Regions from separate parts of the Eptesicus fuscus genome. Here region 1 is linked to region 2. The links are chromatin contacts, called in public Hi-C maps. All regions are on one chromosome and are shown on one strand. The core of a region is the stretch at or near the end of the contact, and the rest is flanking DNA. Distances in the headings are between cores, read along the strand shown. Region 1 holds the start of PSMG3 (proteasome assembly chaperone 3). Region 2 holds the start of EIF3B (eukaryotic translation initiation factor 3 subunit B).

The links. A called contact is a pair of places that touch in the nucleus more often than the background predicts.
Region 1: a contact with region 2 is called in a Hi-C map of liver, with 3 times the contacts expected there. The contact joins the promoter of PSMG3 here to the promoter of EIF3B in region 2. A contact is called at or near these places in 2 of 2 Hi-C or Micro-C datasets (liver and muscle).

The regions. Positions count from the first base shown.
Region 1 is chr6:107,912,626-107,916,077 of DD_ASM_mEF_20220401, reverse strand. It overlaps PSMG3 (proteasome assembly chaperone 3), which reads right to left and starts at 2,092. Exons shown (of 3, transcript XM_028131924.2): 1 at 2,034-2,092; 2 at 1-99. The coding sequence starts at 72.
Region 2 is chr6:107,641,059-107,644,667 of DD_ASM_mEF_20220401, reverse strand. EIF3B (eukaryotic translation initiation factor 3 subunit B) reads left to right here and starts at 2,113. Exons shown (of 19, transcript XM_008156055.3): 1 at 2,113-2,617. The coding sequence starts at 2,167.

The sequences.
Region 1 (3,452 bases), core at 843-3,342, 270 kb before region 2:
GACCACCTGGGTGGGCACCCCACACACCACTTCCGTCTTCTGTTTGGACGTCACCAAGGGCTTGCCCTCCATGGCTGGCTCCCTGCAGTGGCGCCTTGGCTGACATGAGACAGGAAGGGAAGAACAGAGACGGCGGCGTGGGTAAAGGGCGGTACCTGCCGCCTCCCACGACCACATCAAGATTACAGCTAAAGCACAGAACAGCCCTCGTCCGGAACCCCCTGAAAGCCGGAATGGAAGTCCCACAACTAGAGACGTGCAGAAGAGCGTGCAGGAGGGTGGAGGTGCGGGATGGGCTGGTCCGACACCCACATGGGCCGTTTTTTCAATCGGAAGGGATATCTTGGCTGCAGAGGCCGCCCGTGAGGGGCACGGGGTCCCAGCCCACACCAGCCCCAGCCCGGGTCCCACGGCCGGAAGAGAAGTCCCTGTAACCACGGGCTGTAGGCACCAGCGGGGACTGGCGCTCCGTGACATGGAGACTGCTGGAGACCCAGGCATTCCATTTAAGGGGCCGGCGCACTATCTTACTCCTACTCCCAGCACCGGGCGGCTTTGGGGGACCCCGACGCAAACGGGGAGGAACTGGACTGTCTAGCATTGGGCAGGACTTCAGGGGTGGCTTCCTCCTGGGGGTGCTCACAGGGGTCATTGTTCCTGTGCTGGGACCTCCCCTGCTGTGGGGCTGACTGGCACCCGTATCTGTCTCCACCAGCCTGGCCCACACAGTTGGCTCCGTCCTGGCGATTCCCTGAGACCCCACCCAGGCGGTGTGCTGCAGCTTTCCATACGAATGGCCTGTCCCGGCTCAGGCTTCAGACTCGGCTAAAATCTCTCCAACGAGCTGCAGCTGGTGACAGCGTGCCCCAAGCCTGTCAATAGAAGGCCCCCGACCGGCTCCAGCGCCAGCCGGCCTTGCTTCACAGCTGGGCCCCACCTGGGCACCTCGAAGCCCAGACAAGATCGAAGCTCTCTCCGTAGCTCCTGCCAGGGGGCCCCAGCGGGTGGCCGACCTTGCACCCAGTGGACAGCTTCAGGCCACAGCAGATGACAACTCTACACACCCGTGAGCCACACACTCAAGGGGCAGACTCAGTGAGCCCCAAAGCAGCTCTCCCACTGCAGTCACAGCTGGTCCTTGCAGCCACTTGGCCTGGAGGTCAGTCCTCCCAGGTCGCCAACAGCAATCAAGGCTCAACCACAAGACTGTGCACACAGCCCACAGGGGGGCGCACCTAGAGCTCCCAGCTCAGGCGACGGGAGGCTGAGCCACTGGGCCCTATGGGGCACCTACCACACAGGCCACTCTGCCGGCTGCAGGAGACACAGCAGCTCTAACCAACACAGAGAGGGGCGGGGCGTGGGGGCGGGAAGAGATTAACCGAAGATCCTCCCTATGGACAGACAGTAGGTGGTGGTGGGGGGGGTGATGGGGGGAGAAGGAAGGCACATCTGTAATACTCTCAACAATAAAGATTTAAAGATAAAACAAACACGTGCCTGTTAAAAAGAAGAGAGAATTGTTCCCAGAAACACACACACACACACCCCACAGGAAGGAACGGAGGGAGGCTTGGAGACAGGGAGGAACAGGAGCAAGGCCGTCAGGGTCAGAGCCGCCTCGGGCTCCCTAGCGAGCATCGCGGGGCAGCAGAGCCGGGACGCAGGTGGCCCACGCGGGCCTCCCCGGGCCCCCGATTCGGTGACCAGCACACACGTGGTCACCGACAGGCCGGCAAGAAGGGGGATGTCCGCCCGCGCTCCCGTCTCTAGAAGCGGCGAGGGGCCTCATTCGCTCCCCGAGCCGCACCTCCACGCGCGGCCGGCCGCTCCGCTCCGCACCCCGGGCGGCCCACCCAGCGGACGGCCTTCCGCGCCGCCACCGCCGCTGGCAGGTGAGCAAGCCGGGCCCGCCGCCCCGGGTCCGCCCACGGAGGCTTCGCTCCTGCGCTTGGGGACGCGACCCGCCAGGCCGGGCGCAGACCCCGCAGGCAGACCACGGGGACGCCCACCGCCAACCCGCCCACACTCACCTCGCTCACCGCGCCCGGAAGTGACGCAAGGCGACGCGGACCTGCCCCCTAGGCCCTGCCCCCTAGGCCCCGCCCCGCTGCACTTCCGGAAGTGCAGCCTGCAGGGCTTCCGGTCCCCTGGCCGGGGCTTCCGGTCCCCCGGCCGGGGCTTCCGGCCTGTGAGTAGCTGGGGGTGAACAGCTGGGTTCCGGCTCCCGGGAAACGCCCGGCTGGACGCCGGTGAGCGCGGTGCCGGGCCCTGGGGGAGAGGGGAGAGTATGTGCTGCTGATTCAAAGGTGTGTTGACCCAGACGCACGAGAACAGAGGACGGGGCTGCTGTAGGCACGGACCAGCCTTTTACTGAAGCCAGAGGCCCGGGCGCGGCTGCCCTCCGGCACCTGCCCGGCTGGGAACTCAAGACCAGTCGCCCCCCAGAGCCCCTTTGTGTGCGGGACTGTGACCCGGGCCTCACAGCACCGGCCCAGCCCCCCCGCAGCCCGGGCCGCCGGGACAGTGGGGCGATCACTAAGAGGAAACATCCGGGGTGAGGGGGTTCTTGCTAAAATCGGAAAATGCAGAAACAACACTGAAGTGGAGGCCTCGTTGAACTGGAGTAGGGAGCCTGCGAGGGGTGTGGCCCAGGAGAGAACCTTGGTCAGAGCCCTTTAGCCCCCTAGCTGGGCGGGGTCTGTGGGCGCCCCCCCCCCCCCGCCCCAAGCCCATCTGGGGAGCCTTTCACACCCAAGGAGCAGAAGAACAGCTAACGTTTATGTGGCCCTTAGTGTGTGCCAGGCAGTGCTGTAAGTGCTTTATTTAGTAACTCATTCAATCTTAACCCCGCCGAGTAGAAACATTTCACAGAGCTGACAAGGGCTGGATCTGGGCTTCAAACCTCCACCTCCCTCCTTTAAAAAAAAATACATTTTATTGATTTTTTACAGAGAGGAAGGGAGAGGGATAGAGAGTTACAAACACCGATGAGAGAGAAACATCGATCAGCTGCCTCCTGCACACCCCCTACAGGGGATGTGCCTGCAACCAAGGTTCATGCCCTTGACCAGAATCGAACCTGGGACCCTTCAGTCCACAGGCTGATGCTCTATCCACTGAGCCAAACCTGTCAGGGCTCCCTCCTTTTTCATAGTTGGGTGGAAAACCCCTCTCCCTGCTCTTCAGCCTCCCTCCACAAGGCACCTGGCCAGGAGATGGGACTGTCCGGCTGAGCTGTCTCAGTCCAGGACAAGGGAGTGGAAGGGGATTGGATGGGATGCACCTGGCGCCTTAAGCAGGAGACCTACATCCAGCTAATGCTCCTCCCACCTGCCCTCCCCACCTGCCCTCCCCACCTGCCCTCCCCGTTCCTCCTCCTCCCGCAGGGTCGGTGTTTGGGTGGTTATGATTCCACCTGGACCCACTTGCTGCCAGCGCACCGTTCTCCT
Region 2 (3,609 bases), core at 864-3,363:
AAACACCACGTAGAATGTGGGATAAAATATTGATGGGAGTGCTGAGTGAAAAGAGTAAACTGGAGGGGGGGGGGGTTAGAGAGCAACCAAAGGACTTGTATGCACGCATGTTAGCATAACCAATGGACACAGCCCTGGGCGGTGGGGGCTTGCCCGGGGTGGGAATGGCGGGTGGGGGGTCAATTGGGGAAAAAGGAGACATATGTAAAACTTTAGACAATAAATAAATTTAAAAAAAGAGTAAATGAGCGCGGAGGGGCATGACTGAAACGTGCTGTACGGAATGTGTTGGGACAATCTGGGGAGGCAGGAGCAGTCCCCTCCCTTTTACAGATGGCGGAAGCCAGACTGACGCAGCCTGGAGCCTGGGGCAGCTCCGTGGTCCTTTTCTCTGGAAAACTGCTCCCGTCCATATCCACCCTGGAGCTGCCCGGATGGGTGCGCTCTGGCCCCTTTACCTCCAGGTGCTGTTCCTGCTTCGGGCTCCCAGGACCCCTCGCCCTGCCCGCACCCCTTGCCTTTCCTCAAGATCACGCCCTCGTCCCCTAGAGAAGCTGCAGATGAAAGGAGAAATGAGGACTGTGACCTCCAGGACAAATTAGTTCGCCTTTCTGAAACGGGTCCACAGGCCACACACGGAATAGGGCTCCTCCTCAGGTTACAGACGGGTAAACGCAGGCACAGAGGCCAGTGGCCTGCCCCAAGCCAGAGTCACACTTGGTATCAGGCAACCCAAGGACTGGGTTCCTTTCCCTTCTCCCGCTCCATGGAGGGAAGAGATGCGAAGGGTGTTACGTTGACCATTGAGCTATTTTCACGGCGCCGGCCTGGGTGTGGGCCACACTCACACTCTAACACCCCACCATCACCTCGGGGACGTTCCGTCCCCCCAGACGGAGGCTCAGGCCCCGCTAAACACCAACCCCCGTCTCCCAGCCACACCCCCTCCACCCAGTTCCCCTCTAGGACGGTTCAAACGCTGCAGCCAGCAGTGGCCCTCACTCCTGGCCATCGCCAAGCACAAATACAAGACACAAGCTCAGCACCTGGCTCAGTGGGTGGAACGTCCTCCGTCCACCTAGAGATCGCTGCTTCCATTCGGGCCAAGGCACGTGCCCAGGTGGCGAGCTCCGCCCGCAGGAGGCAGCGGTCCATGATCCTCTCATCATTGATGTTTCCCTCTCCCTCCCCCTTCCTCTCTGAAATCAATAAAAATATCAATTTTTAAAAAAAAAGATACAAGTACAAGATACTCTTCCCCAAGGGTCCAAACCCGAGCCAGACACGTCCAGCACCTGGTCCCCTGCACCTTCCAGAGCAGCCCCGCCCTCGCGCAGGCCCCGCCCCCGCACAGGCCCCGCCCCACGCCGGGCCCGTCCACCCACGTGACCCACGCTCGCGCACGCGTCGGGGGGCGGGGCTTCCCCGCCCGCCCACCGTGACCCTCAGAATGGGGAGAGCGGGGTTCCCCACGCCGCGGGGTGCCCGGGCGTGCTCGGTGAGAGCCGCTCTCGCTTTTCAGTTGCACGGGGAAGCCGATGTGCTGGCCGGCTCGGCTCGCCGGGACTCCCTCTCCTCTTTCGGAGCCGTCCCTTCTAGTGCCCCGTCAGTAGACGAGTCTAAACACGGACACGTGAAGGGGGAGCTTAGAAACATGTGAGCGAACCTGTGTGTCCGGCGGAAGGCGCACACCCCCCAGCCAGAGCAGGGTGTTGGACTTACGGGTTTCCCTAGGATTGCTTTCCGAGTTAGGTTTTCGCCCAGCTCTGAATCCCAGGCTGACTTCTGGGACTTCCCTGCGGCGTCACAAATGGTTTAGGCCGCCGCCGCGGTGCCCGACGGGAGGAGGAGAGCGTGGCCGCCATGTTGGGCGAAACCATCCTTTCCCTTCCCCGAGGGGGGGACCTGCAGTAACAGTGAGTTTGCAGAGGGGCCCGCGGGGCTGTGGTGATGGCAGTTGGGCGCGCACTCGCAGGGGAGTCCCGTCCTGACGACGGGTAGGCACTCCGCTGCCCCCTGAGGCTCCCGGCCGCTCAGGGAGGCGTCAGGGCGTGGAGCCCCCCCCCGGGCCCTCGTGGGACGGCCCGCCGCCCGCACATGGCCCGGCCGTCGGCGCGGGGCGGCCTGGGAGAGTCGGAAGCGCGGCGAGGCGGCAGCGGCGGGCCCATGCAGGACGCGGAGAACGTGGCGGCGCCCGAGGCGGCCGAGGAGCGGGCCGAGCCCGGACAGCAGCAGCCGGCCGCCGAGCCGCCGGGGGAGGAGCCGGCGCGGCCCGAGGGGCCCGGCGCGCAGGAGGCGGCGGACGGCGAGGACGAGGAGGCGGAGGCCGGGCCAGGCCCTGAAGTGCCCGCCGAGCCCGCGGCCGACGGGGAGGAGGCGGCCGGCGCGACCCCCGGCCCGTCCCCGCCGCCGCCCGAGGAGCCCCCCGCCGCCGCCCCGGCCGAGGACGAGGCCCCGGGGGAGCAGGCCCGGGACGCGGCGGCCGAAGCCCGGTCCGATGGGGCGGGCGGGGTGCAGGGCGGTCCCGCTGAGGACGCCGGCGTGGCCGAGAATGGGGACGCGGACGAGCCCTCCTTCAGCGACCCCGAGGACTTCGTGGACGACGTGAGCGAGGAAGGTGAGGCGCCGGGGTCCCGAACGCGGGAGTCAGGGGGGCGTGGGGTCCCCACTCTCCACCCGGCGGCCCGCACGGAGGGGAGGTTCGCTGTGAGATCCCGGACTCCCTCCTTTTCCCCAGTAAGAGAGGGTGCGGGGTGGAGACAGCCCGGGGACCCGGCCATTCCCACCGCCAGGGCTCGGGAGGGTGGAGGCGGCCGGCGGCGGCCGGGGCGCAGTGAGGGTCGAGCGGCGCGGGACACCACGGGCCGCGCGGTCTCCGGGCACAGCCTCGCCTGCAGGTGGGGTGCCGAGTGTCCAGCGACACCTGTCCAAGCTGAAGCCGACTCGGCGCGGACCCCTCGCGGTGGGAGGGACGCTGTTCTCGGAACCCGCGGCGGCAGGGCCACCGCAGAGGGCTCCTCGCCGCACCGCCCCGAGCCTGCTGGGCGGCCCTGCGGCCGGGAGGCAGGCCCCGCCAGGGTGTGGGTTACCGCTGGCTCTGCCTCCTTCCTACCCGGTCCAGCCTGCGGGCCCCGCGGCTGCATCCGCCTGCGAGCCCCGCTCCTAACGTGCCTGTCGGGCTGCTCCGCGCACGGCTCGGCTTGCTTGTTCTGTTCCAGCCGTGGGAACGGCGCGGCCTGGAGCGCATCGGGGGGCTCCCTGTGCACAGTGGGGAGACGCAAACAACGCACTGAGGCGGCAGTGCTGCCCCGAGAGAGGGAGATGCTGCCGCGCCAAGATGGACTGGTGTTGACAGAAGTTTTTAGCTGTTGTGTCTGCTCACACGGAGGTGGAGACAGAATCATAAAGAACCTCAAGTAACACGGAAAAGGAGTTTAGGAAACGGACATAGAGCGGTCGACTCTAAACACGCTTAAAAGGCTTGCCTGTTGTCACTTGCTGTGTCGCACTGGACAGATAGAACATGTCCGCGTGAGAAGCAGGAAGGGCTCGTGCTGGGAGCTGGGAGGGAAATGTGTGTGACCGCCCGGCAGGTCGCTGGGAATTCGG